Linked DNA regions of Zea mays: all the other regions are linked to region 4. The links are chromatin contacts, called in public Hi-C maps. All regions are on one chromosome and are shown on one strand. The core of a region is the stretch at or near the end of the contact, and the rest is flanking DNA. Distances in the headings are between cores, read along the strand shown. Region 1 holds the start of LOC103634825 (factor of DNA methylation 1). Region 2 holds the start of LOC103634827 (metallothionein-like protein 2A). Region 3 holds the start of LOC100194114. Region 4 holds the start of LOC100273651.

Region 1 (7,056 bases), core at 2,226-4,725, 270 kb before region 4:
CAAGCTCATTTTACATTTTCTAACAGAAGGTAGCCAAGTAGATATGTTAACAATATGGTCCTACATCTCCAATTAGGTACTTTTAAGTACCAAAGGATGATGCATCCATAGATGCTCCTCCAGTGATACACTAGTGTTGTATTATAAATGTAATCATTGACCTAAATATGTTGCTCACAATAGAGAATATACTGATAAATTATAATCATGTGCAATAAGGATAACCCGACACAAAAAACAGACACAACATGGGATGTAGAGGATAACAAGGGAGACAATAATGAACAAGTTACCAGGACAAGGTAAAAATACAAAAACAGAAGTACAGACGAACAAAAGTAACCATGAATACCTAATTAAGCTAGAAGACACTAGAAAACATCGTATTTAGAAAATCAAAGGCACTAAAACAATACGAGATCTACAACATAACTGAAAGTGCATTCACCCCTTTTGTGAGTTTTGGTGATTTGGATAACAACACATTTAAAGGTCTAACGAGTTTGCTAAGTGTTGAACAGGAAATTCAGTATGATGAACATACTTGAATAGTGTATAATGATCAGTGAACAAAGGTTCAACACGAGGTTAAATAACCAATGAGACAATGCAAATAGATATAATATGGTCTCTATATTGGTTTGAATATATGGACAAGACCTGAGAAATCACTACATACATATGATCGAAATAGAGGATGAAGTGATTAAGAGGATTGGTCAAGCCAAAGTGAATAAGATATGAGGAATCGTGAATTGGCTTGACCATATTACTATCAGTCCATATATGCTTCTATGAGAATCAAACTAGAGCTTGATTAATCTTAACAGTTATATCTAGAAGACATTCAAGCAAGGTTCACAATATTGAAGAAATGATTCTCTCAATGGATGCTCAATATGATGTGACTCAAGAATGGCTTGATAGGGTGAAGATAGCAAGGAAAGGGCTTCGAGGAATTAAGCGAAGGTGAAGGCCAAGCGACGGCTTGTGGACCGAGGTACCATGGCTAAAGTGAAGAAGAGAGTACCTGCACTAAATCGATGAACTAATCAGCTATGAAGAGTTATAACATGTTGATGCATCAGTAAGGTGACTTGAAGCCATGATTTGAACACATATATGGTGATATGGTACAAGTCACAGGGTTTGATTTGTGTTTGCTTCAAAAGGTGAGACAAAGATGTTTGTGATCCTTATGAAGCAACGCCATGGAGAAATCACACATGAGACACCAATGACTCAAGGAGTTTACTTAATTAATTTTATTTAATTTGAGTATAGGAATTGTCGTACTATAAAGGGGATCCCAAAAAAAAGGTTGGTGTTTGCCAAAGCTCAAGCCTCTATATTCAAAAGCTATTTTTTGCAAACCAAAATCTCTTTAAAATTCTATGGTTGACCGTGGTTAGGTTTGAGAAACCTAGAGTGTTCTTGTTGAAAAGCAGCTGAGCTTCTTCAGATGCAGCTGAGCTTTTCAACTGAACTAAACTTCAGTTGAGTTGAGCTTCTTCAGCTGCAGCTGAGCTTTTTAGCTGTGTTGAGCTTTCTCGACTCCAGTTGAACTTCAACTTCAACTGGGGTCCAGGCAGGTTCAACCGGGGTCCAGGAAAAGTTCAACCGGGGTCCAAAAAGGTTCAACCGGGGTCCAAGGAAAGTTCAACCGGTGTTTTTTCCTAGACCTCACTGGTCAAAACTGCGGTTCAATCGGTGTCTGGACCTATTTTTGCAGTCTGACCTACAGTCTGCTAGTCTGGCAGACTGACTGTCAGCCTGCCCTAGGCGGTTGAACCAGCCCTAGGGGCGGTTCAACCGGTCCTCCACAGCCAAAATCATCCCAACGGCTAGTTTTGAAGCCCCACCTATATATACTCACTCCTACCTCTCTCCCCACATAAGAGCACGACCCAAACTCCATTTCTAACTTGAAGAACACCTCCCATTCTCTCTCACACATCTCTTGCCTCTCCCATTTTAAATCTTTGGAGAGAAATCTTTGAGTGAGTTTTGAGAGCTACAGTTTTTGTGCTTCATCTCCAAATCTCTCTTGCTCTTCTTCATTCGAGCTTTGGTACTACATCGAGTTCTTTGTGGATTCATTACTCTTAGAGCTTCTAGCTCCTAGATGACTAGGTGTCTCTTGTGAGTCTCCAAATCTTGTGGAAGACCACAAGAAAGTTTGTATTACCCACTCGTTTGAGCAAAGATTAGTGTGTGAGCTTGACCTTTGTGGTCGGCAAAGGGAGGATTAGGGTTGAAAGAGACCCGACTCTTTGTGGACGCCTCAACGAGGAAGTAGGGCACCTTGGTGGTGTGATCGAACCTCGGGATAAATCTTGTGTCTCTTGTGTTCTTGTTCATTGTGCTTATTTGTGTTCTTCGTTCTCTCACCATTCCGTGAAAGATTTGTTTATATCTTTTTGGTGTGTGGATTTTGAGAAGTGCCCTTCTCAGATCTACTACTTTGAACCCTGTGGATCATTTAGAACATCTCATTTTCAAAGTTAACTGGGTGAATTTCGAGATCAATTCAGTTTTACCCAGTTTGCTTCTAGTTTTTGTTGAAAAAGCTTTAACTTGTCTATTCACCCCTCTAGGCAACTTTCAATAACATGTAGAAATCAAGCAACACACATTAGATTCGTCATAGTGAGGTATGAAGGACCAAGATAACATATCTGAGGATAAATAAGCAAGCATAGATCCAAGGAACCGATCACAAGCATAACCATTTATCACATCAACACTTGAATCAACCATACTTGAAGAAATATCGTGGGATCTAGCAAGCAACCGACCAGATCCATGTCAGAATCTAAGAAGCAAATGATCGGATCTAGCAATCAAGCATACTTGATTAATAGGAAGCCTAGATCAAAATCAAGCAAACAACCAACAAAATATGGGAGGGGAACTCCTAACTGTAGAGAGAGTTAAATCCTCCTACTATAATGATATATAGCTCTCACAAGGATCACCATGGTGCCAAGTGCTAACTAGTGGCCAGCCTCTGGCTACCGGTAAAGCTATCTCCAACAGATTATTCATACCATATCTTATTTCAAAATCCACTTTATAAACAATACGATCTATAATGTAAAACATTTTTTTCACGATCATATACATAATCTTCTTGATATAGCTCAACGCTATAGTCGCCTTTGCAGATGTTCCAATATGACTGGTGTGTCGCAGCAGAATACGTAATCGGTAATCCAAGTAGCGGCCAACATCCTGCATCCCCTGCCTAGACGCTGTAGCCGATGGCCACAAGCGAGTCACACACGCTGCTGCAAAAGAAATATAGTTGAAATAGGAAAATGTGGACATATGAGAATGACATAATTTTAAAATATTTAATAACCTAAGAATTGAGAATAAGATTACTTTTATTTCTTTATATTTAATAATTTGCTAAATCTGAGTTTTTTAGTAACCAGGGTAGATATGATAGTAAAGATTGTTCAGCTCGACGCAAACGACAAAACCATCTTGAAAATGGCAGAAAGAAAAAATTCAGAAGGAGCCCTCGAATCCCGGTCCTAGGAACCGTCTGTCAACGCGGTCGGGGTACTTGAGTGCCTTTTTCTTCTCTCACGTGCGCCCCTAAACCCCAGTGTGCTGTGCTAATGGGGATCGAACGCCCTGCGCTTAAATCCTCGGGTAGAACTCTCGCCTCTTCCGACTCCGCCATACCACCAATAGATCCAGCTATGGCGGTGTAGTCGAATTCAATCCTGTGCGAGAAAACACGAAATCGCCGCTGGCTCGATATTGGCCAGGGCTTTCTCCGCCCAACTGCATCTTGCAGCGACTGTGCTCCAGTTCGGGGGAAAAAAAGGTGAGTCCTTCCCATTTCCTCTTTTTAGATTCCTGGATCGACGAACATTTGGGAGAAATATCGCCTCTTTGCTTCGAAAGATCTGACAAAGAACGGCTGTTCTTGTGTACGTACAGGAACCGTATCTGCTTGAATCCCTGCGCTCCGGGGCGGGGATGGATCTTGACCTGGACGACTACGTGGACCCCTACGAGGAGGCCGAGGCCGAGGCTGCCGCGGCGGAGGACGGCTCCGACGACCCCGACGAGGACGACTCGGATGCGGAGAGCGACTACGAGGAGGAGTCGTTTGGCCTCCTCAAGTCCGGCAAGCACCGGGTGCGCAACCCGGACGGCACCTTCCGCTGCCCCTTCTGCCCCGGCAAGAAGAAGCAGGGGTACAAGATAAAGGACCTCCTCCAGCACGCCGACGGCATCGGCGTCTCCAGCAAGCACCGCCGTCACGGCCGCGAGCGCGCGAACCACCGCGCCTTCGCGCGCTTTGTCCGCACCGAGCCGTCATTTGCGGAAGACCTCGTCGGTATCACTGGCATTCAAGGTGCCATTAAACCCACCCCTGCTAATAGAGATGGCAGTACCAATGGCGACGGGAAGGCCAAGGCTAATGTAGATACTGCTGGATCCAGTTCTGTGGCGGCGAAAGTGGGTCTGCCGCGGGAGGTTGAGAGGTTTTCTTGGCCGTGGGCTTGTGTCCTTGCGGCTGGGGCAGGGTTCAATACTGAGGACTTTGCTGGTAGAGTAGCCATGTTTAGTTCGGTTGAGGTTGTGCCTTTGTTTGTCGATGAGGTCGAAGTCGCAGAAACCTTTGCAGTTGTGAGGTTTACCAATGATTGGAGCGGATTCAGCGACGCTCTTACGCTGGAGAACCATTTCAGCATCAATAAGCTAGGGAAGAAGGAATTTGAGATGAGAGATAATGGTATAGGTTCCGTGGAGGGAGATGGTGGCGAAGGTGAGGTCAAGGTTTATGGGTGGGTTGCCCGAGCTGAGGATTATGATTCGCCGAGTGTGGTAGGGAGATTCTTGAGAAAGCACACCGTCCTGAAAACAATAGACGAGGTTTCCAAGACTGAATTAGAGAAATCAGGGGAGATGGTGGCAATACTGGCATCCAAGATCGAGGAAAAGAACCGACACTTGCAGGATTTGGAAACAAAGAAGAATGCGACAGAACTCTCCATCTCAAGGCTTGAGGAGGACAACAGGAAACTACATGAGGCATATAATGAAGGTAATCCGTGCAATTTCTCTCCCTTTCCCTTGGTTCTACTTGATGGTTTAGAGTTTTGCCTGCATGGTTGACATGTCTAGCCATTTCTATAGCATATCCATCTATGTTAACTGTATCTTGTACCTTGCATTTTATATATTTTCATGGAAGTTCTAAAACTGTTTGTTTGTTTTTTGTTCCTTCTTTATATTATACATGGATTATTTGAAGAAAAGAAATCACGGGTTGGTTAGATGAACGCATGACTTGTTGAGATAATATTATGTCTTATGATGCATCATGCATGAAGTTATTCATGCCTTATGTGCTTTAGCATTAATTTTTATCGGTAAGGCAAGACTAAAGATTTACCTGATGGGATGAACATTGGCTACACGTACAAACAAATCTCTGACCTCTCCCAATCTTTAATTTTGAGCGCTCAAATTTTTGACTTTACAAAATCAACAAAGCAAACTTCTCTATTGGAAGTCATTTATCTTATAAATTATATATTCTATTTTCAGAAATGCGCAATCTTCATCGTAGGGCTCGTGAAAATGCTTTGCGGATTTTCCAAGAGAATGAAAACTTGAGGATTGACTTAGAAAGTAAGAAGAGAGAACTGAACTTGCGAGCTAAGGAGCTTGACAAAATATCAACTGAGAATGCTAACGACAGGAAGACACTTGATAATGAGAAGCAGAAGGTAAGCTAAACAATTTTACAAGTGAAGCACTAAAGCTATGCACATGCAACCTTTTCTGAAGTGTCATGTAGATGGTGCTCTAATATGGATCTATGGTGGTGTCAAACATTTTTTTATTTTAAGCGTTTGACTTTATCCTGAAAATAAGGACTTCATAGTTATTTGCTATTTTTTCAATGGTTGTTAAAATGATATATCATCAATGCTTTCACTTTGATAAGGATGCATTACTATTAAGTACTTTATCGTTTTGATTTTATGGCATTTCCCCAAGGATATCAGGTTTCTTTGTACAATCTAATTGCATGCCCATAGTTTGGTGGACATATAGAACTAAAAGTAACAACTGAGCATATCGTTACGATAGCATAAGTGCATACTGCAGTATCTTATACTTTTTTTTTGTTTCTCTTCTGAAATGTACAGGCAAAATACGATAACAGTGAACTTGAGCTAGCAAGTATAGAGCAGCAGAGGGCTGATGCAGATGTTCTGAAGCTATTGGCTGACCAGGAGGTTTGCACTTAGCATTTTTTCTTAATGATGTTTTGTACATGTTTCTCTATAATGTAGAGATGAAAACGGATACACCTTAATACCAACAGAGGGAAAAGGAAGATGTACTTGCTAGAATGCTTCAACTAGAAAAAGAGCTGCATGAGAAGCAGCAGCTTGAGCTCGAAGTAGAACGGTTGAATGGTACACTCCAAGTGATGAAACATTTAGAGGGAGATGATGACGGGGGAGATATCCATGAGAAGATGGAGAAGCTGAGCGAAAGATTTGAGCGTGAAAAGAAGCGTCTGGAGGAATTGAGTGGGGATCTCGTGAGGAAGGAGCGTGAAAGTAATGATGAGCTACAAGAAGCCCGAAAAGAACTGATAAAGGTGCTGCCTATTTTCTCTACCATGCACCTAACAATTCCTCTACCAGTTGATGCTCATAAAATGATTTTGAATGATGAAATGATTTTCACAATGAGCAGGGTTTGGAGGAAGAGCTAAATGGACGGACAGCTATCGGGGTCAAAAGAATGGGGGAACTCGATGAAAAGCCTTTCCAAAATGCATGTAAAACAAAATACGGAAAGGATGAGTACGAGATCAAAGCAGCAGAGCTAGTCACAAGTTGGCAGGATGAACTAAAGAAGCCATCCTGGCATCCTTTTAAGATGGTTGAGGTTAACGGAGAAAATAAGGTACTTGCTCAGTTCTGTCCAGCTATGTGTTATCTTTAATGCTTATAGAACCTCTATTAGTATTTGTTTGGAAAAAAAAATCATATCCACCCTCATTCG
Region 2 (6,579 bases), core at 2,912-5,411, 470 kb before region 4:
GTGCAAAGGCATGGGATCATTCTGATGTACATAGTACAAAATTCCTTTTGTTTTTCCTTTGAGCATAAGGTGATCTGGGGATTAGTGTTGTTAGGTCCTCCTAGGATAGGAATTCAGTTGATGCACTGGTATAAATGAATGGAAGAGAGAGCAACATTTTTACTCCACTTTTTGTACGTACACCTTGAAAGAACTACTTGTATGTATAGTCTTGAAAATAAAATTTTGAGATAGAAACATGTCATGTGGGTCAAGGTGAAAAAATGGCAGCTCGTGTATCGGTTATAGATGTGATATGAAAATAAATATACTTACTCATTTTAGATGTGACGTGGGAGGGTACAAATACATGAATGACCATTTTTTTAATGTATATCTATGGGGTGTTTGGTTTGAGGAATGAGGTAGTTTATTATCTTCTCATTATTTTTGTTTGGTTTGTGGAATAGAAGTTGATCTATCACCACCTCATTCTTCATACTTAGTTAGTTAGTACTAATATAAGAAATTAAGTCATCCCACCAAATTAAAAAAATAAACACATGATGCACCACCTTAATTTGGATGGAGTCATTCCTCAAATCAAAGACCCCTAGATATCTGGTTGGATTTGGATTTCCATTTTTACGCATTCTTGTTGAAATTAGCCTAGCGACGTACGTAGCAGCTGGGTGTCTGGCTGAGCTGGACGGGAGAATCTCCTCTTTTTTTACAGCTTCCACGTTGGATGATACATGATTATCCAATCAGCTAGCGCCTAGCAACGTACTAGCGCTGATTGTTGGGGAGGGCGCCCTTATTGCGAGAATATGATGAATAGCAGGGCAAAGAAGATGGGCAACGTTGATCAGCATGGCATCCCTACCTATTGGCTGCCGTTTTCCGGGTCCACGGAAACATTATATCCCTAGGGAGGCATCATGATATTCTGATTCCTGGCTTTACTAAAGGTTGTCGACGGATGGACGGGACACCACCAATCTGTTGCCCAACAAGCAATAATTTGCATCCACAGTTAACACTGTTAGGAATTCATTTTTTTCATGTTTAATTTAATCTAAAATAACTTAGTAAATTTATATACGTATGTAATACTACTATTTGCAATAGTTTACAACAGTAGTTGATACATATATGTAAATCATATCGAACATAACCAAAACTATATTAAGTTCAAAATAAATATAAAATTATATTCAACACAGGAAAGCTATACTCAAGATAGTAATGACTTCATTCACACGAGTCAACATCGTCATGTGTTGCTCGAAGTAGCGGACCATAGCTCATGCAGGTCGACGTTCACAAATATCATTCCTCGAGCGTCCACCAAGATGAAGAGAAAGATAGTGATTGAGACAACCCCAGAAAGAAGATGACCAACAAGTAGCCATGGAGATGCTAACCATATACTTGATCGTTCGTACATCCGAGCAAGTGTCACATATGTAGACGGTGGTTCCGGATGTTGGATCCTCGAACACTGCGTGCGTGCAGAGGATTGCGACGAGTCGGTTCAGACACAACTCGATTAAAAAGCGAGAAGCAAGTAGCTTTGTGTTGTTGTCTCTCTTCCTATTTATGCTACCAGAGCTAGATATAACAGGAGAAGTTGGAGTAAGATTAAAAGATAGAGTGGATACCATAGCGTACACTCATTACTTGTATGTTACAGGTCCATTATGCTTCTATCAATTCAATTATTAACTCCCTCATTAACCTGTCCGGGTGGCCAAACCAATCCAATCCCACAACACGACCACAAATAATATCATGGCACGCAACAACAATCCCATACGACCCGATAACCCTAATAGCTCTAGCCTCTAGAGGCCAGGATGCCCTCAAGTTACCTGGATGTCCCAACAGCCCAAGGGCCTCCGATGGATCCTCTAACCATCTCGAGAGCCATAGGAGTAGAGGTGGACATTTTAAAACTGAAATTGTATAGCCACTGGATAGGAGTGGAATAGTAAAAAGGAAGAGGGGTCTTTAATCCAAGGATTTGGTTGATGGTGTGCGGAGTCCGTGCATATATAGATACATCTGGAGAACATCAAGAGAGAAGAACTACGATCAAACAAATAAACAGAACTTTTTTTCAAAAGTTATTTCATGTGAAAGAACCTAAGGGTTCCGACAAAACAAACTAGATATCCATGCTATTTGTGCAGGTCAACTTGGTAGCTAGAGCATCTTTATAAGATATCGTATCCAATCTCCTATACCTAAAAGATATTATTTTAGAAGTTGGAGGTGCAGCAATATGTCCTGTTTATATCTCCTATACCTAAAAAGCAGTATACTTTTAAGATATTTATAAAATAAGCATCTTTTCTCCTGAATAGATGAGACAGCCCTCTCGGTACCATCGATAAAGAATTATATTTGCTATAAATTATAAAAGTGCTCTTTTTATATCCAAAACATAATTTTCTAAAATGATTTATAGGGGGGGGTGCAATATAAGTATTTGATCGAAGCGGATGGGGGTGTTTGTTTCCTTTTTCAAGGCGCGCGCAGGAGATAATGTCTTGTATGTAAATGAAATAAATTCTGTTTTGCAAGCTTCAAATGGTTTGGTCACTAGAGGTTTCATTCTGTTTTCAAGGAGTAAAATTACCTTTATAGCGGGATGAAATAAAATTTCCATTCATTCCCTTGTGTTTCTTAGATCATCTTTAAGAGGGGCTCTAAATATGGTTGTGATTTAAAATATAGGGCTCAGGACCAAAAATCACCCTTCGACAATAGCTCTATTTCATAAAGTGTTATTAAATGATTATAGAGCTCGGTCTCTCGGGTCATAAATATAATTCCCCGTATATTAGAGTCATATCATCGTTTTCTTTTAATCTCCAACTATTTTTCTCGAATAATATGATTTAGTTTCAAAATAGTATTATTTAAGGTCCAACTATTGAAGTGTAAATTTATTTCAAGCTCTAAACAAATATGGTCCTATTTTAGTTTTTAGGGCTCTATTTAAAGCTTCTGGTTGTATATGCACTTAGTGAGTTTCTAACTATGTCATAGAATCTCATTCAATTCAATGAATCGAAACATGAGGAATCCCTGCAAGTTTTATTTGCATCGATTATCTTCAACAATGTCTTAAACCAGTGTCCTATCGAGTTCAATTCATAAAGAAACAACTCCAACAATGTTATATTTTACAAAAAAAAAATATCAAAAAATAGAGCAGACCATAAAGTAACCTAAATATACTAAATCTCGGATTGCTGCTCTATCCTTGTTTTCTACATCATCTCGATCTTTTCTTTTTGAATAATATAATTTATTTCCTAAAACACATAATTTAGACGATCTTTTCTTTTTAAATAATACAATTTATTTCCTCAAATACATGATTTAGGGTTTGACTGTTAGAGCTTAATTTGTTTGAAGTATGCTAAACATTGTAAACAATATAGTATTTTAAATTTAGAGACACTATTTTGATGGCACACTATTTGGTTCTACAGAACTAAACTTTAGTCTCTCTCTTTTAGTTCCTTTTAGGAGCTAAATTGTCAATACAAGTTATAAGTGAAGGACTAAATTGTCAAATTAGTCTATAGTCCTTTGAGGGGATGATTAAAAGGGACTAAAGCATATTCTGGACTATATTTACCTCTCATTATTGTATGTGTCTCTGATTAATTACTTGCTGGAAGCATTATTTTTGGTCTTTGGTCATCTGTTTTAATGGTCTTTAGTTTTTAGACAAACAGAATAGGGACTAAAGTTTAATCTTACACTAAAATTTAGTAGTAACGGAACCAAAAATTCGTCACACAAACGTTTTAAAGCGAACAATACAAACAAAAAAAATGGTTGATAGTTGTAGGCTTGTAGTAGGTGGCGGACTGATTCAATTTACTGCCCTGCCCCCGCAGCGAAAATCCGGATCGCACCGCCCGCAGTCCGCATAGGATACGCGGCGCGCGTGACGCTCGCTCTCCGAACCGCATTTGTCCGCGTCTCATGGCGCATGGACGGCTACGGCCAGAGCCGTGCAGGGGTGGGGGGCAGGAGCGTAACTTCGCACGTCACGGGAGCATCCAGACCCCGCGCCGCGTGGGCGGCCAGATGGCTGGCCTGCTCCCCCGCCCGGCCTTATAAAACGGGAGCAAGGCCGCAGGTCGTCTGTCCACTGCGACTGTGAGCTTCGTTCGTTCAGTTCATCCGTGTTCTTGTTTGCGAGGTCGAGAGAGAGAGGATGTCGTGCTGCGGAGGCAACTGTGGGTGCGGCTCCGGCTGCAAGTGCGGCAACGGCTGCGGAGGGTAAGCCCCGTCCAGTCCGCGTTGCGCTCTCGGCCGGAGTCAGATCTGACGGCGGATGAACATGTGTATATATATATATATATATATATATATATATATATGTGGTTTCCGGCCCTGATCTGCACGCCTTCCTCCATGGCTGGCTGGCTCTGCTTTTCGTCTTGCTGCATGCGCTTCGATTCACGTCCATCCATCCATCCACGGATCGGAACCGAACCTTTGCTGCCTTTTTTTCTCGTCATGCTCATCGTTATCGATCTGTATGTCTGTCTGTCTCTACATGTATGCAGGTGCAGCAAGATGTACCCGGACATGGCTGAGCAGGTGACCACCACCACCCAGGCTCTCATCATGGGTGTCGCACCATCCAAGGGGTATGTGCTCCCTCACCCCTCTCTCTCGATCGGCGCCAAATAACATGTGGTGTTGAGTTATTATGAGCTGTGTACTACTGTCGGCATATGGATGGATAGGCGGTGCCAGTATGGTAGAGAACAGAACGCGCCAAATATCTCTTTATGTTCTCTTTATGGTGGTGATGGTATGGATGCAGGCACGCCGAGGGCGGGTTCGAGGCGGCCGCCGGAGCTGAGAACGGCGGGTGCAAGTGCGGCGGCAACTGCCAGTGCGACCCCTGCAACTGCGGCAAGTGAGCTAGGTGCTCCACCCTGCAGGCCGGCCGGAGGAAGCTAGCTAATTATAAAGCTTAATAAAGTATAGCGGCGTCGCTGTGTGTGTTTCGAGTCAGTCAGTCAGTTGCGTGCCATGGCATGCTCTGAGTCTGAGATGATGATGATGGCTGATGGCGGCGTCGTGTCCTCCCCTGGCCTCCTGGGGCGCTTCTGGCGAGCAGTGTGTTGTGTTGTGTGGGTGCCGCACGCTAGCAGGCTAGCCATGTGCCCTGCTGTGTTGTGTCACCATCCATCTATAATCTTATCCATACCCCACCTTTTGTGTGATGCGTGTACCCTTTCCTGATGTCTGTTCCCGGGAGTATAAGGGGGGTGTTTGGTTCCTCTCCTAATTTTTAATCGCGTCAGATGTTTGAAGGCTATTTTTAAGTACATTATACATGTATACTAAAAATCTTAGGAGAGCTTTTAGTGAGGCTCTATGCGCCAGCCCCACCGCTACCTCTGTCCAGATTAGTGCTGGGAGTATAGGCCGAACTTTTTGGGCCAGCACGAGCACGACCCGAAAATAAGAGCCCAAAGCACGGCTCGGCATGAAATAATTTGGACCGGGCTAGCACGGCCTGAAGGCGGGCTTGGGACGGGCCTCAATTTCCGGCCCGTCAGGCCCCCAGCACGGCCCGCATAGATGGGCCGGGCTTGGGCCGGCACGGTCCAATTAAGCCCAATCTATTTAATTTCTTTAATTTAGTAAGATATCGACTTTATATTGTTGTTATATTTAGAGTTTATGTGATCAAATGATGCTACAATTGTTTAATATCTTTAATTTAGTAAGTTATGAACTTTATATGATTATAATATTTTGAGTTTATGTGGTCAAATACACGGGCCGGGCTTGGGCCGGCACGGCCCAAAGAAGGCACGACGTGGTTTAGGGCCGGGCTGGGCCACTGTTTTTATACTTCGGGCTGGCACGACACAGTCCAAAAATTATTTGGGCTTTACTGGCCCGAACCTGTTTGGCACGATGGGCTTGGGCTGGGCTGGCCCGGCCCGGCCCGGCCTAATTCCCAGCACTAGTCCAGATACAAACTAAACGGTAAGACGAAACTATTAAGTCTATATAGTTCATGATTCGTCTATATAATGCTACAATAAACATTTGCTAATTATGGATTAATTTGACCTAACAAAATTATCTTGTCGTTTGCTAATCATGGATTAATTTGACCTAACAAAATTATCTTGTCGTTTAATACTCACCTATATAATAATTAATTTTATAATTAAACTATATTTAAGACATGTATTCGGTATACGCTTTAGTACCTGTAAGTCTGTAACCAAATGCCCCTAGTCACTACCGGACACAGCTCCTTTGCCGAGTGTCTCAGACACTCGGCAAAGGCTATTTTACATTTAGCAAAGGCTTTGCCGAGTGTAACAATCGGCAAAGAACGCTCGGCGAACTGTACATCGGCAACAACCTCTTTGCCGAGTACTTTTTGTCGGGCACTCGGCAAAGAAAAGTCACCATCACGGCGCCAAGTGACGGTGACGGATCCTTTGCCGAGTGTCTTCTTTGGCACTCGGCAAAGAGGCCAATTTTGCCGAGTGTCTGCTCTCACGGCCCTCGGCAAAGACAGGTCCAGTGGGC
Region 3 (7,262 bases), core at 469-2,968, 310 kb before region 4:
ATGTGACGATAAAACAAATAACATGGAGCGATCATAGTAGCGAGTTTGGGATTTGCCTCCGCGGCACATTTTCACGCGGAAATATATTTTAGACCTAGTTTCGGAACCTATTTTTTTTAAGAGACTTATATTTTTTTTCAAGAAAAAATATTTTATTCTTTCTTAGAAAAATAATAATACTTTAGAAAAATAGAGTTCTCAAACTAGCCTTTAGTAAGGTAAGTACTATGTAGCTATTTCTAACAAGGGTATATGTGTGGTGTACAAAATTTTGTTTCTCCATCAGATTATGTATTTGCAAAATTATGCATTGAAGAAGAGATGGTGGACAAATTTGCATAACTTATCTCTTCATGTGCATTTTACCTGTGTGCTGGAGACATAAATTGTGCTGCAGTATCGTGCGATGGATATTTTTACATTTTGCCTACCTTGCTGGAAGTATGGATATTTTCACATTTTACCTGTCTTGTTAGAGGTAGGCTAAACAATGTTTAAATACACTAGAGCTAATAGTTAATGACTAAAATTAATTAAAGACATTCAAACAATCTAACTAATAATTCAACTATTAGCTATTTTTAGTAAATTAGTTAATTGTAGCTAGCTAATTCTATTAGCAATTTTTTTTAGCTAATTAACTATTAGTCTAGTACGTTCAAACACCCCCTAAATGTTTTAGTTTTTGCTCATAATTAGCAAAATATATTTCATATGCTGCAAGCATGCTTATAAGTCATTTTTAACTTTTTTAGAGAGCCAAAACACCTTAACTTTAAATAAAACTACGGAAACATCACGATGATTTATATTATCGAATAGACATGCTATAAAACATAATCAATAAAAAAATATAACTGTACTTATTTTAATTTATTAATGTTATTGTACAAATTTAGTTGAACTTAAGATACTTTCATTCCAATAAGGTTTAAATGACTTATAATTTAGACCGAAAAGAGCATATTGTTACTAAATACAGTTATCCTGATTTATATGAGTACAAGTTGTGAGTTTGAATCACACACAAGATATGTAAAAAAAATGGACACCTCAGAAATAAAAGTCAGGTTAATAAAATTATTCACTCTCTATCATTATTATTGGTAGATAAATACATAGATGTAGAGTAGAACACCCTTTTTGTTTTAAAATTTTATCTATATATAGATAGATAGTTAGATAGATAAAAGTAGTCTATATAGTAGAATAGATAAATAGATAATTTATTTATACCGAAAAGAGTATATTGTTACTAAATACAATTATTTTAATTTATATGAGTACAAGTTGTGAGTTTGAATCACACATAAGATATGTAAAAAAATAGACACTTCAGAAATAAAAGTCAGGTTAATATAATTCTTCACTCTCTATCATTGTTATTGGTAGATAAATACATAGATATAGAGTAGAACACCTTTTTTGTTTTTAAAATTTTATCTATATATATAGATAGATAGTTAGATAGATAAAGGTAGTCCATATAGTAGAATAGATAAATAGATAATTTATATATATCTTATATATATAATAAGAAGATATATAGAGATAGAGATAGAAAGATACCTATACCTCTTTTTTAAGGTAAAACGTACAAGAAAATTCCATGTGGCAGTAGGGGCCACATGTCATCGTGAATACTGGCCGGCAGGCCTCATGTCTCACATGAGAGGCCACAAACCTCACTCCGCCTGTGTTATCATTTGCACCTTCTCTTCCTTCCTCTTCCTCTGCAAGAAGCCAAATACAATTTAGAAGCGCCCTTCCTCCTCTCCCCCATCCGTACCCAATCTAATCGACACCCGGCCGAGATGGGCCGCAAGTTCTTCGTTGGTGGCAACTGGAAATGCGTAATTTCTCTTCCCCCGTCGAACTGCCTATTTTTCTTTCGTGGATGGGATGTGGACCTTTGGTAGTATATCTGATCCCGTTTACGGTTAAGCTAGGCAGTGTTTTGTTTTTGTTTTTGTTTTTGTTTGGGGAGGGGGTTTGGATTCGATTGCTCTGGATTCAGTTCACCGTAATAATTGGGTTTTTTGCTCTTGGTTGGGAAGCCCGGATATGATGCCTCCAGGTTAAGGTCCGGCCACGAATAGAATCGATCTGGTCGTTCTCGTACAAAACGGAATCTAAGGTGATGTTGATGGTTTTTGTATGTTGTGACCTAGCTGGAAGAGCCCGCGTTCTTCTTCCAATGCGCCTGTGCTTCCCAGGCTCCAGCGCAGAGCAAATCGTAAAAGCCCTTCATAAGTTTCGTGATGCATGTTGTCTGTAGGAGCAGAGGAGTTCGATATCCAACTTTTGGAGACCCATTCTCGTTTGCTGCACGAATTAACCTTACGTTTCTTGTCATGGAGCTCGGGGCTTGCTCAATCTGAGCATAGGTTGGAGCTCCTCGCGAATTGAGTACTCATTGGCAGTGTAAGAGCTTGCTCAATCTGATAGTAGGTTGGAGCTCCTTTTGTGAATCGAATACACACTGGCAGTGAAAGAGCCTGTTGCTTTGCCAAATTTCTCATACAAGTGACATGTATATATATTGAATTGCTTGATAACTGATCATGTCATGGTTGATATTGATGCGTGCAGAATGGAACCACAGATCAGGTTGAGAAGATTGTCAAAACCCTGAATGAAGGAAATGTTCCCTCTTCAGATGTTGTTGGTATGGACAACCAAAATTTACATAATATGTTTTAGGACTGACCTTGAACATTGCATACATTTGTGTAGTCCTGAGAAATTTACCAATTGTATGATGTGCTTAATGAGTTGTAACTGTTTGCATTGCAGAGGTCGTTGTCAGTCCTCCTTATGTGTTCCTCCCGGTGGTCAAGAGCCAGCTGCGCCAAGAGTTCCAAGTTGCTGCTCAGAACTGCTGGGTGAAGAAGGGAGGTGCATTCACCGGTGAAATTAGGTTAGTCTTTAATTCTATCCTGGCTGACTACGACATATGTCATAATGACCAATCTGTGGAAGGATTATTGTCAAAACTTTGAAGCAAATACATAGTCTTGTACTAGAATAATTGCTTATATTTCTTGACCATTATGCACGGAGTCCTTTGAGGTCACCTTTCATGTTTTCATTCAATTTTAACTATTATCATCTGATTACTATGCTATGTTAAGCATTCTGCATATATGTAACATAATTCAGCAGTTTGTGTATTGCGCTTGTTTCCCCATTGAATTTCACTATTAGTTGATTACGAAGTCATTATTGATGCAGTGCTGAGATGCTCGTCAACCTTGGCGTTCCCTGGGTCATTCTTGGACACTCTGAAAGGAGAGCTCTGCTGGGAGAATCAAATGAGGTATGATCCATGTCACAACTTATGCAACATGTCTTTTGTGTTATTTTCATTGCGCTTGTAATGTGTGCATATTTTTATCTGGGACTATGTTGTATCTACTTTAATTCTCCCCTGAGACACCAACCAATTATTTAGCTGTTCCCTGTCTTCGGCATAGCCACTGCCATTCAATGAATGTTCACATCTAATGGTTTTACTCTTCTGCTTGGATGCCAGTTTGTTGGAGACAAGGTTGCTTTTGCTCTGTCTCAGGGACTAAAGGTCATTGCATGTGTTGGTGAGACCCTTGAGGAGAGGGAGGCTGGTTCAACCATGGATGTTGTTGCTGCACAAACAAAAGCAATTGCTGGTACTTTTCCTTTACATTCCCTCCAGTGACATGACATGTGTAGTCTCTTTCTAGCCCTTCATGGTTAGTTTTTTAATGGTAATGAAGAGTTGCTGCCTTGTTGGTTCATTATATAAATGTAGCTATACATCTTTTGGTTGAGATTGTTCGTCTGGCATTTATTCAGTCGTTGGCTGCTGCCTCTCAGGTGTCACAGTAGAGTTACTGTAGTCATAAGCTAGCTGCAGCTAGCCACAGCAGCTGAAACCCAAACTGAACAGGCCCTTTGCTTCTGGTGATCAGTTCTGTTAGATAATCTACATATCCGGAGTTCGGACATTACTGTTTTTCTGTAACAGCTTTAGTTTAGGAATCAACTTATGTGTGTTTCTGTCGCTGCGAAAGGGCCTTTAGCGTAATGGTTAAAGCTTCCAAGTAGCACCTCCAGGTCCCGGGTTCGATCCCCCTTGGGGGCGAATTTCGGGCTTGGTTAAAAAATCCCTTCGTTGTGCCCCGCCCGCCCTCGGGTTATGTCATGCACCCCACCCTCCGGCTGGGCATTTGCAGAGTGCGCGATGTCGGCCAACTAGTGATGGGGGGCTAGGGTTCGGGGATTTTTTCGGCCGGGACCATGTTTCGGTCTCTTCTTAATAGAATACCGGGAGGGCGGTCTTTCCTTCCCTGGCCGAGTTTTTGTTTCTGTTGCTTGGATGAATTTACATGCTGGATTTTCCTTTCCGCATTTGTGGGGGAAAGACCCCACATTCATGTGGGAGCTGGGTCTGCCCTTTGTTTTGTTCATGTGAACATTTAGTGCCTTGCTTTGAAGTTACCAAGTTTTTTGACCCTATACGAAAAATCAGGCTGAATGGATCAAATGGCTGTTTGTTTTACAGAGAAGATCAAGGACTGGAGCAACGTTGTTCTTGCCTATGAACCAGTCTGGGCTATTGGAACTGGCAAAGTCGCCACCCCAGCTCAGGCTCAGGAAGTAAGTTCTGTTCTCTCTTGGTACAACTCTCTACTGGTTAATGTATTTTTATCTGTTTCAATATTGGGCTGCGATGCACTATGATTATAAATATGTTGATCTGCTACATGCGTTATCCTTTTCTCTGTGCAACACTCAGATTTGTGTTATTATGGTTAACACTCAGATTTGCACTATGTTCCCAGGTGCACGCCTCCCTGAGGGATTGGGTAAAGATCAATGTCAGCCCTGAGGTCTCTGAATCTACAAGGATCATCTATGGAGGTATACATACATTTTTGGAGCAATTGACTTGGGGTTTCATGTGTTGGCTGCTAAACCATCTTGTGACAATCACGCATGTGCCTTCTGTGCTACAGGTTCAGTAACTGCTGCGAACTGCAAAGAGCTGGCAGCACAGCCTGATGTCGATGGTTTCCTTGTGGGCGGTGCTTCTTTGAAGGTAACGGGAAAAAAAATCCAGGATGACAGTTGATGTCCTGTCTGTCCCTTTATTTTTGTGACCCAAAGAAAGAACAAAATGACCTATGTCAGCAACCTGACTGTTTCCTCCCATATCTTTGTCTCCAGCCCGAGTTCATCGACATCATCAACGCCGCCGCCGTGTGAAGTCCGCTGAAGATGTTCCAACCCTTCACCCTGTTGCGGTGATGTGCTGAAGACAGATCAGACTATTTTTTTGTTTAACCGTGCAGTGCTATGTAAGCTACTAACTTTGCGCTGGTGCGGATGCTGATTTCCCTCCCCCTAGCTTTTTGTGAGGCTACTCTACAGCTTGATTCAGCTTGCTAATAATGTTTGCCTCTGGACATAGCGATAGTGGTGTTTGTGTAGCCTTTTTTTTGTGTGTGTGAATTACGATGGATCCGTCTTCGCCCGACGCCCTTTTGTGGCACTAGTCTACAACGTCTACACAAATTTGTGAGACATTGTTTGGGCATTTTAGTTTGTGAGACTAGTTTGGGCCTTTGTTGTGCCCACAGCCCCACATTGGTCGAATGCTGCCAAGATTGTACTGATCGTTGATGCCCTGTACGGATTAACCTGGTCTCCGAATGCAATCGTTGCACGGAGGCAGGCAGCCAATTATTGTACGATATGCGATATCCTCAGCCATAGGACGCTAGGATCCCTGCCAAGCACTCGTATTTGCACTATGGCCGCGATTATTTGGGGTTCGGCCTATTCGGTTCTATACTAAGGTGTTAAAAATGCCACACATTTTATGCCAACTGTGACATGTTTAAAGGTATCTCTCATACTTCAATAAGTCATTGACGAGTGGACCTATGCGGAAAAAGAAATATTTTTGTCATAACTATGGCTATAAACTAAACGCATGCCTAACTTGTCTAACCTTATGTGTGATAAATTATGGTAAGTTAGACATTAAACTAAACAGCTTGACCGTTTTTTTAGCTAGGCTAAAATGAGATCCCAACAGAGCTAAAATGAGAAGATCTCAACAGAGCCAACCTGCATTGTGCAGGGCCAACATATATTGTTTGGTTTCATTTCTTATGTCGTTCTGGCTAAGTCAAAAATCTCGTTCTGCCTCACTCAGAAACCTGAATGGTTGCCTGACTCGCATAAACTGATTCAAGCACTAGTTTGTTTGGTTGGTTGAGTCTAGCATTGAGCCTAACTCTTCATTTAGCGCCAAGTGTGCTTTTTTTTTTGCGCCAAACTTTTTGAGGATTAGCTTTGCATTTAAATTCAATTTTCTCCATGGAATTCAAAACACAAAGTAATATCACAAACCAGATTACATTATAGTATTAGTTGAAAGTTTATAAATTCATACAAGATTACATTGTCACATCATACACTCAAAATTAAATACTAATACATTATTAGTTCCAATGTTCTACTTAATCACTAGATTACATTATCTTGAATAGTAAAAATAGAATAGCTATAAACTGAAACATGATTAACAGTTCTTTCCACAAAAAGAAAAACTGGACTGTTGGGGCTACTCCAGCTTTCTTTGGTTCCTTCTTTTCAACTACGACTCCAAAATAGAAACTGTAGGCTCCAATTGCTTCTTCATAGGAATTATAGGATTTGTAATGGTTGTTTTTGAATCCACAAACTTGGGCACATTGATGTCATGTATCATATATATCGGGCTATCGCCCACAGAACACCACATACCAAGTCATTAGGCTATATAAACAAAAATGCAAAGTAGTAAGTCTCAAATTTCAATAACCATAAGTTGAACTCAGACATAAACAAACACCATTTGATCCCTTAAGGCATAAGTTGGAGCACATGCAAACTAGATAGAAAAGCTGTCTGAAGCCAAAACCTAATATAATCTAGCCAGCAAAATTGAAAACATGAACATAGCACATCATTCAGTCTGAACAAACTCATCGTCAAACCAACAAATTGCAGATAAAAGGTTAGGCTAATAGATCAGCAGAAACACAAGAAAACGACTGGATTACTTCGAACATCTATAAAGTAAATACAGAAAGAGACAATAGATAGTAAAAGGAGATGTTAAATTACCATTTTACAAACTATGCCCTAGGGATCATCAGATGAAGTCAATACATCACAATTCTTGAATTGCTTTGGACATCACACAACTTATATAGTCTGTAATACCATAC
Region 4 (7,215 bases), core at 4,509-7,008:
GTATGCCTTTTTATTTTATTTTTAAATCTTCTGTTTCTTCAGGGTTCCTAAATCTATTTTTTGTTTTCTTTAACACACATGCGGTACTATCTATAGTCCCTAAAAAAGCACAAAATCAACCCGTGATTACTTTATATAAGGGAAATTGATGGTGAACAATGGCATTGTTCGTAAAAGAAACGATTTTTAGCCCCTAGACTCTATATCAAGTATCATGCATGCTGTGGAAACGCGGAACGCATTTTTAGGAGATCTCGTCCCCGTCCCTACTTCTACTGTTCTACATCGGGTGGGCGCGCACGAGGGATGGTCCTACAGCTCTCCATAGCTCCTCCCAAGCCAAGCTTTTCGGAGTTTGATTTGGATCGGGTGTGGTTCCTGCATAATCATGAGCGAGATCAGAAAGCTAAGGGCCTGTTCGCTTCTTTCGGAACGACGGGCCGAAATAATTTTCTATCAAAACTATTCACTAATTTATATAATTTTTGATAAGCCGGAACAGTTTCATGTGCATTTCAAACTAACCGAACGGACCCTAAAGCGTGTGTGATGATGCGCCTGCGCTTACCTCCATTCGTTGGCAGGCCAACACCCAAGGTCACCAACGATATTGGCCTTTCACCACGGGCTCAGCCCGACAGAGAGTCGCCTAGGAACCTACGGTGGGAGCCAGAAGAAGGCGGTGCTGGGCAGGGTGAAGAGTAAGGCCAAGAAACGGATGCACATGCTGAGAAAAGGATGATAATGCGACTGCTTTGAACTCGTGACCTGGTGGCTCAGTAAGCACCAGACCCGCCCTTCACCATCACATCACATCAGCTGAATTCAGTCCAGACACCAAACTGTAGCATGGCATCACTATGGTGGAGCATGCATGTTAATAAGTGTTCTATCGTGCACATTACAGAGGGCGATTCAGAGAGGGCGTCTGAGGTGTTCCTGGAAGCATCACCAAGACATAATCCACCGGTCCCGAGCCCCGCTGCACACAAGGAACAGCCGCACTTCCAAGGTCAGCAGCAGGCCTGAAACATGTGCCAGAGGATGCAATGCAGATGCAGAAGCTTGAACAGCAGCTTGAAGCATGATCAAGGAATCATGGAACTACATCGGTAGAGTTCCTTTACCTTGCAATGTCAAGAAGCTGAAGGCAAAGGCGAAGAACATGCCCCAAGTTTATCTTGCTCATATAGAACTGTCACAGGTGAAAACATACAATAGCTGCAGGAAGGTCTCCACAGCTTTTGCACCAGGAACTTGAGTGAGAGAAAGCAATCAGCGACCTTGATGAAGTTTCACCTTCAGTAAAGCTTGGCACCATGATTTGTATCAGAAACATGTATTCACGACCCATTTAATCAGGAACCACGCACAATGTGTATATCATAAATAGAAATCCCCAATTGCAGATAACAATTGTGGAATAGAAACGTAATACAAAAGGTAGATTTTAGAAAGGACAGGATGCTTCTGCAGATTACAAAGTGACAGTTTGCTTCGTCTTGCTAGAAAACAAACTGTTACGTAAACGACCACTCATTCCTTTCATTAGGGAGTACGAGTTCAGTACACACACTATATGCTAACAGAAAGTTGTCTGTCGAGGACATCTGTGTCCTGTCACTGCAGCTCGTAGGATGAAAAGGTGAACCCGGATTTTTTCTCATTGGTACACTTCAGCTCGAGCTTCTGAAATGGACTGCACATGAAGAGAAAAAAAAGAAGTGTTTACACCAGCCTACCTTCTCCGATAATGAATTTGATCGCAAACCATTATTATTCGCAACAAATAAATGGCAGAAAAATGTTCATTACCTGCTATTTGGATCATAATAAAATCCACTGATGGAGCCATCGCTACAAGAAAAGCAGACGTAGTAGAAACCAGCGATGGTTAACCCACAGTCGACTCCAACATTGACAAAATATTGCTCTTTCCATCTCTACATGTAGCATCAGAGAAATGGTAAACAAAATGCTTAGATATAAACAAATGAACAGGTGGTCTGTGGTCAGGTAATCCCATACCATAAATATATAAGGATAGTTGCTAAAGTCCAGAGACTTGCCACCATCTGTCTCAATCTGACCCTGAAGGAAGGGCATAAAAGCAAATCATCAATAGATTCAAGATGATGAACAATACCAAGTTAGGTAACCAATTACCAGAAGAGGTGTAAATGATGGGAACTTGGACCAATGTCTTATATCATCCTCTGGTCTGCAAACAGTGTAAGTAAGATGTTTTCACATGTAAGTTTGGAATGCTGTAAGTCACCAGGACATAAACAGAGATGGTATGAGGCATAAAACATCGATACTCACGATGCCTCCCACTTTCCAGTGAAAAATGTGTAATTTTTAGCATCCACTATCTCCCCCTCCCAGAAAGTCACAACCTACCGACAGAACAAATACATGAGGTTAAACACATCATTTTTTCTGTATTTTTAAATCCAGTCTTGCACTCTGTCAAGTGGCAACACATTTAATTCTCAGTTAACTTTTAAAAATTTGATGGTGCACAATTATTTATTTAGCAAACCTATAACTAATATTGTCTTCAATGGATAACATTAGATTTCAGATTCAAAGTGGAAGAACAAATGTACTCACAGGTGTATCTGCTAATGGAACATTAAGCGCTTCCATCGTTCCACATAGATAACCCTGATCAAGATCACAACCATGGATGCGTACATTCACTTTCCATGCTTCATCCTTCTGCAGGCTTGAAACATTTTGAGTTCCAGCAAAAGACTGAAAGAAAGATACAAGCAAATTTAGTCAATGGCAACCCTTCTGGCTTCAATCATAAAGATGACACAATGCTCATTAGTAGTAGCGTGAGCTATATACAAGAATACAGCTACATTTTGCACAATTTACTGTGAAAACCATAACCTATGCCCCAGAACATAAAATGGAAACTGGAAGATAAGCGGAACTACAGTTACTTGACAGCACACATCCAACAACGATCCTGCCTTTCCTACCCAACACACACACACAAACACGGAAAACAAAAAAAAGAAGCAGAAAAGCAAAATGATGATAAGCAATAATCGTGAAATTCGTAGAATATAGAATAGAAATGGGAGCTAGGAGCAGCAGTAGTTGGCAATTGGCATTAGTAGAGATGAAGACAAAATGGTGAACTCCTATTTGCTTTATAAAAGGAAATTGAGGAAGATAGCAGTTAATAACATAGCTGTAACAAAATCAGTGATATGTACACATGTACCATACTGAAAGGAAATTGTGGAAGATAGCAGTTAATAATACAACTGTAACAAAACCAGTGATATGTACACATGAACCTTACCGGACCACAACAGTGACGTTCTTAGTCAAAATTTCAATTGAAAGAACAAAAGCACTTACTCTTCCAGCACTTAAGAGTGAACAGCTAGGAGGAGATGGGTGTCCAGTATTTGCTTCTTGCCCTGCAACGAATATTGTAATGAGTATGACATGTCAAACTATTGAACTTAGAAAAGCATCACCGAAGCAGTTGTAACTGAAAAGGAAAAAAAGAAAGGAAAATTCATGTTAATAAATTCTACAAAAACTAATTAGATTCCCATAAGGAAAAACCACTATATGTTTTCGGATTAACTAGAACTTCCATCAACATGGCAACAATTGGTTTTCTAAGAACCAGCAAACAATACAGCATGAGCAGAAATGTTGTCACACTCAAGTCACAATCTCATGAGTAACGGACCATGATTTCGGACGCCGAGCACTGTCATTACACATGAATGATCAAACACATGCAAATATTAGCAACACTACGTTATCAGGGAGAAGCTTCCAACTGAATTTGGAACCAAAACGCAAAAAAAAATTCCAAGGCTCAAAAGCATCAAGACTCACTGCTGACTACCCCCAGCTGACGCTTAAGTTTTGGACACAGTAATTTAGCTGATAGAAAGGATCAAACTGCAGCCAGTCAAACTCAAGGTAACTTAGAGCAACTCCAACAAAGGTGCTAAACTGGGCCTTATCTTAAATTAAAGGGTTGAGGACTAAAAATAGCTTCCAACAATAATCAAATTTATATAGGACTCCAACCTAAAGGTCCTAAATATACAACCTCGTACAGAGGTCCTATTCTAGTATCTCAACTACCAAACCGTTCAGGAAATCCTCATCTCCCTTCAGTGATAGGGCTTCTGCGCCCCTGATCCGCAGCCGCCATATGTCGGGGCCACGGCATCTCTGCCCACAGACATGAGCCGCCGGCGCATTTCCCGTGCTCCCCACCTCTCCGCTCATCTTGGTGACTCGCCACCGCGCACCGATGCCCGCACGTCTCGTCTCTCCGTCCACGGCCGTCACTCATCGGTGAACAAGGCTGCCCTCCAGAGTTTGTGCGCTTCCTCCCGGCCACGTTCGTCCCTCGTTGGCGCACAGGGCTGCCATCTCGTCGGCGCGCCCTGCTCCCACCTGCCGGCAAGCCCATCTCTTCCGTCGTCAAACTCCATCGCATGGATCAAAGAAAGCCGGAACAGCCACGAAAGGGTCGTGAAGCTCCTCGCTAAACACTGCCATAGATGCAATTCGACAAGAATCTAGAGGTATGTTGTTCAACAGCTTTAGCTATCCGTTTGAAAAGAGAGGAACTCATTAGAAAACGGCGTCGGAACATCTTCTCAGGATATGTTGGGTGCTCAGCAAAATAGTCAAGGTATAATTTCATACCGTGTTCATCTCTATTTTGATTGTAAACCTTGTGTCCAAAAACTGAACCTCGATGCTTCTTTCGCTGCTTATGCTTCCTCTTCCGATATTCACCCATCATGAGAAGCATGAGGTGGTCAAGTTCATCATCTAATTCTTCATCTTCGAGATGGATCATAGATCTCCTAGTTGCATACATGTTTCTGCAGTGCACATATGGCAATATAAAATATTATTTCTAAGCTATCATATATCGCATCATATAACGGTTACAATGCAAAATACACTTGATCAACACACTGCTTACTTGTTGCAAATCTGCAGCAGGTTCTAAATGAACTATTCACCTCGTCCACGCGCCCAACCTCCAGCGAGCAGACTCCGCCACCACTCGTCTCGTAGCCCTCCAGCCGTATTGTGCAGGGGTCAAGAGCCTACCGTGCAGGGATGATGCGGTGATGCCCCTACCAGCAGCCGTCGAGCTGTACCTTGCAGCCGTGTGCAGCCGTCGCGCTTAACTGTGCAGCCCTTGAGGAAGGATGATGTGGGCCTCATGCGGCCGATTGCGAACGAATGCGTAGCTGACGAGAAGGATATGCTAGAAAAAAGCGCGTTGCCTCGTGCAGAGAAGATGGAAGCTGGGTAAGGATCCCAGCTGGGTATCCTGATTTTAAGGCCTGGTTGTTGGAGATCCTAAATAAATCAAAAGGTCCTAATACAAATTTTAAGGCTCAAGTTTAGAACTCCTTCTTGGAGTTGCTTTTAGGCCAATCTAGATCAGAAAAAATAGCTTCCAACAGTAATCCAACGAAATCACATCACGCCCAGGCAACAAAAAAAAACGATAATCCGATAAGATCTAGACCTGATCGTATAAAGCGGACCTGATGCGCATAGCGTATTTATTGGAGATGGAGGATGCGAGGAGGGTAAGGGAACCTGGGGAGGGCTGGGAGGAAGGCGTGGCGGTATCTACCACCCTGACCGGCATCCCTGATAGCCGCTGAGGGTGACGTCGCCGGCGACGAGGAAGAGGCTGCCTTCCCTTCTTCGAGAAAACTGTTGCCCCTCGTCGCTGAGATTTTTGACATTATAAAACACGACACATTCGACTTCGTCGAAACGAAGATGTTGAGGAGGGATTCAATGACATGGAAATACACATATAACATATCTGGTACTCAAACAGGTACAGTTTCAAGTGCACTTTTTAAATCTGATGCATTCATCTCACATCTCACGTAATCGTATCCGGTGCTCAAAGAGGTACGGTACTCACGTACACATTTTAAATCTGGAACGTCCATCCAACATCTAATCTAACAGAAGCACCAATTTTACAAACAATCTCTTTCACCTTCTTCACTTGGTGGGAGGGTTCTTAATCAAATTAACTGCAGCCGCTGGATGTGAGATGAATATATCAAATTTAAAAAGTGCACTTGAACACCGTACCCCTTTGAGCAATAGATATGTTCCCCAAAATATAAGTCTTTTCTATTTGATATTCGATGTAAATTTGGCTCTTTATATGACGTACGGTAAAAAAATGACGGTGTCAATTTCCATGTAAGGGCTTGTTCGGTTATTCCCAATACATATGGATTGGATGAGATTGAAAAAAAAATGAGAAGAAGTTAGACTTTTTGGGATTAAAACTCATCCAATCTCACTCAATACACATGGATTGAGAGCTAACCGAACACGCCATAAAAAATGAAATTTACACTGGGTTTCGAGCGATTGGAATTTGGAAACGAGTTGTGCTCGGGGAAATTCGACTTCGGGAAGTGGTCTGGAACAGTGTAGAATCGTGGTGATTTGGGCGTGGTCTGGAGGAGAGGGACGAGGGACGATGGACATGAACAAGTTTTGTGCAGCGGGAGAGGAGCTGCAGCGTACCATCTCCAGGGGATGATGTCACGAGGAGCATAGGTGCTGTTGGTTGATTTGAGCTCGGATGATTGATTCCTACATGCGAATATAGGATAGACGATGTTCCGCCACCTCGGCGTGGCGGAGGGGACGAGAGAAGCAGATGTAGAAGCTTTCCCGTCGAGCTGCTCGGTGACGTCCCAGCCTCCAGCATCCCGTACGAGGCCCTAGTCTCCGGTGGAGCAAAGAGCCCGAGGCACCGGCAGAGCCTCCGGTGGAGCAAAGAGCCCGAGGAACCGGCAGAGCCCGCGCAACCACCGCCCGCGGCGAGGCCACCTGATTTGGACGGTGGGCCTAAGCACCGACGGCGAGGAAGTTTAATTGTTCTCCTCGGTGGCTAATAAAGATTTTGAGTCTATTTTGTCGGCTACGCGTTCCTGTGTATTTTTATATCGTCGAATCTTTCCCCAACGTCTCCATTTCTACGAAACTAAATGTGCCGTGTTTTATAATGGCAAAAATTTCCTCGTCGCTAGGATGTAAACATATTTTTTTGTTAAGACCGTTCTAGTACAGTACTCCCTTTATCGTTTTGACTCAAAAATAAACTAGCGAGTGATAAATATTTAAGAACAGAGATAGTACTATATAGTA

What was found. Hi-C and Micro-C count contacts between places; a contact is called where the count stands out from the background.
Region 1: a contact with region 4 is called in a Hi-C map of leaf, with 5 times the contacts expected there. The contact joins the promoter of LOC103634825 here to the promoter of LOC100273651 in region 4. A contact is called at or near these places in 3 of 25 Hi-C or Micro-C datasets (ear, leaf and tassel).
Region 2: a Hi-C map of tassel shows a contact between it and region 4, with 5 times the contacts expected there. The contact joins the promoter of LOC103634827 here to the promoter of LOC100273651 in region 4. A contact is called at or near these places in 4 of 25 Hi-C or Micro-C datasets (bundle sheath, ear, leaf and 1 more).
Region 3: a contact with region 4 is called in a Hi-C map of ear, with 4 times the contacts expected there. The contact joins the promoter of LOC100194114 here to the promoter of LOC100273651 in region 4. A contact is called at or near these places in 3 of 25 Hi-C or Micro-C datasets (ear, leaf and tassel).

Annotation. Positions count from the first base shown.
Region 1 is chr8:14,774,760-14,781,815 of Zm-B73-REFERENCE-NAM-5.0, reverse strand. It overlaps LOC103634825 (factor of DNA methylation 1), which reads left to right and starts at 3,475. Exons shown (of 7, transcript XM_008657410.3): 1 at 3,475-3,841; 2 at 3,958-5,071; 3 at 5,578-5,759; 4 at 6,186-6,275; 5 at 6,365-6,646; 6 at 6,745-6,957. The coding sequence starts at 3,997.
Region 2 is chr8:14,982,593-14,989,171 of Zm-B73-REFERENCE-NAM-5.0, reverse strand. LOC103634827 (metallothionein-like protein 2A) reads left to right here and starts at 4,161. Exons shown (of 3, transcript NM_001353170.1): 1 at 4,161-4,287; 2 at 4,578-4,661; 3 at 4,841-5,271. The coding sequence starts at 4,223. The coding sequence ends at 4,940. It overlaps LOC103634828 (Protein TRM32), which reads left to right. Exons shown (of 5, transcript XM_008657412.4): 5 at 1-239.
Region 3 is chr8:14,816,318-14,823,579 of Zm-B73-REFERENCE-NAM-5.0, reverse strand. LOC100194114 reads left to right here and starts at 1,718. Exons shown (of 9, transcript NM_001139167.1): 1 at 1,718-1,853; 2 at 2,593-2,668; 3 at 2,797-2,920; 4 at 3,235-3,319; 5 at 3,536-3,668; 6 at 4,544-4,638; 7 at 4,824-4,902; 8 at 4,998-5,080; 9 at 5,209-5,448. The coding sequence starts at 1,815. The coding sequence ends at 5,247.
Region 4 is chr8:14,510,025-14,517,239 of Zm-B73-REFERENCE-NAM-5.0, reverse strand. It overlaps LOC100273651, which reads right to left and starts at 5,758. Exons shown (of 8, transcript NM_001279565.2): 1 at 5,626-5,758; 2 at 3,385-3,446; 3 at 2,617-2,760; 4 at 2,326-2,399; 5 at 2,167-2,221; 6 at 2,029-2,091; 7 at 1,816-1,943; 8 at 1,357-1,699. The coding sequence starts at 5,677. The coding sequence ends at 1,621.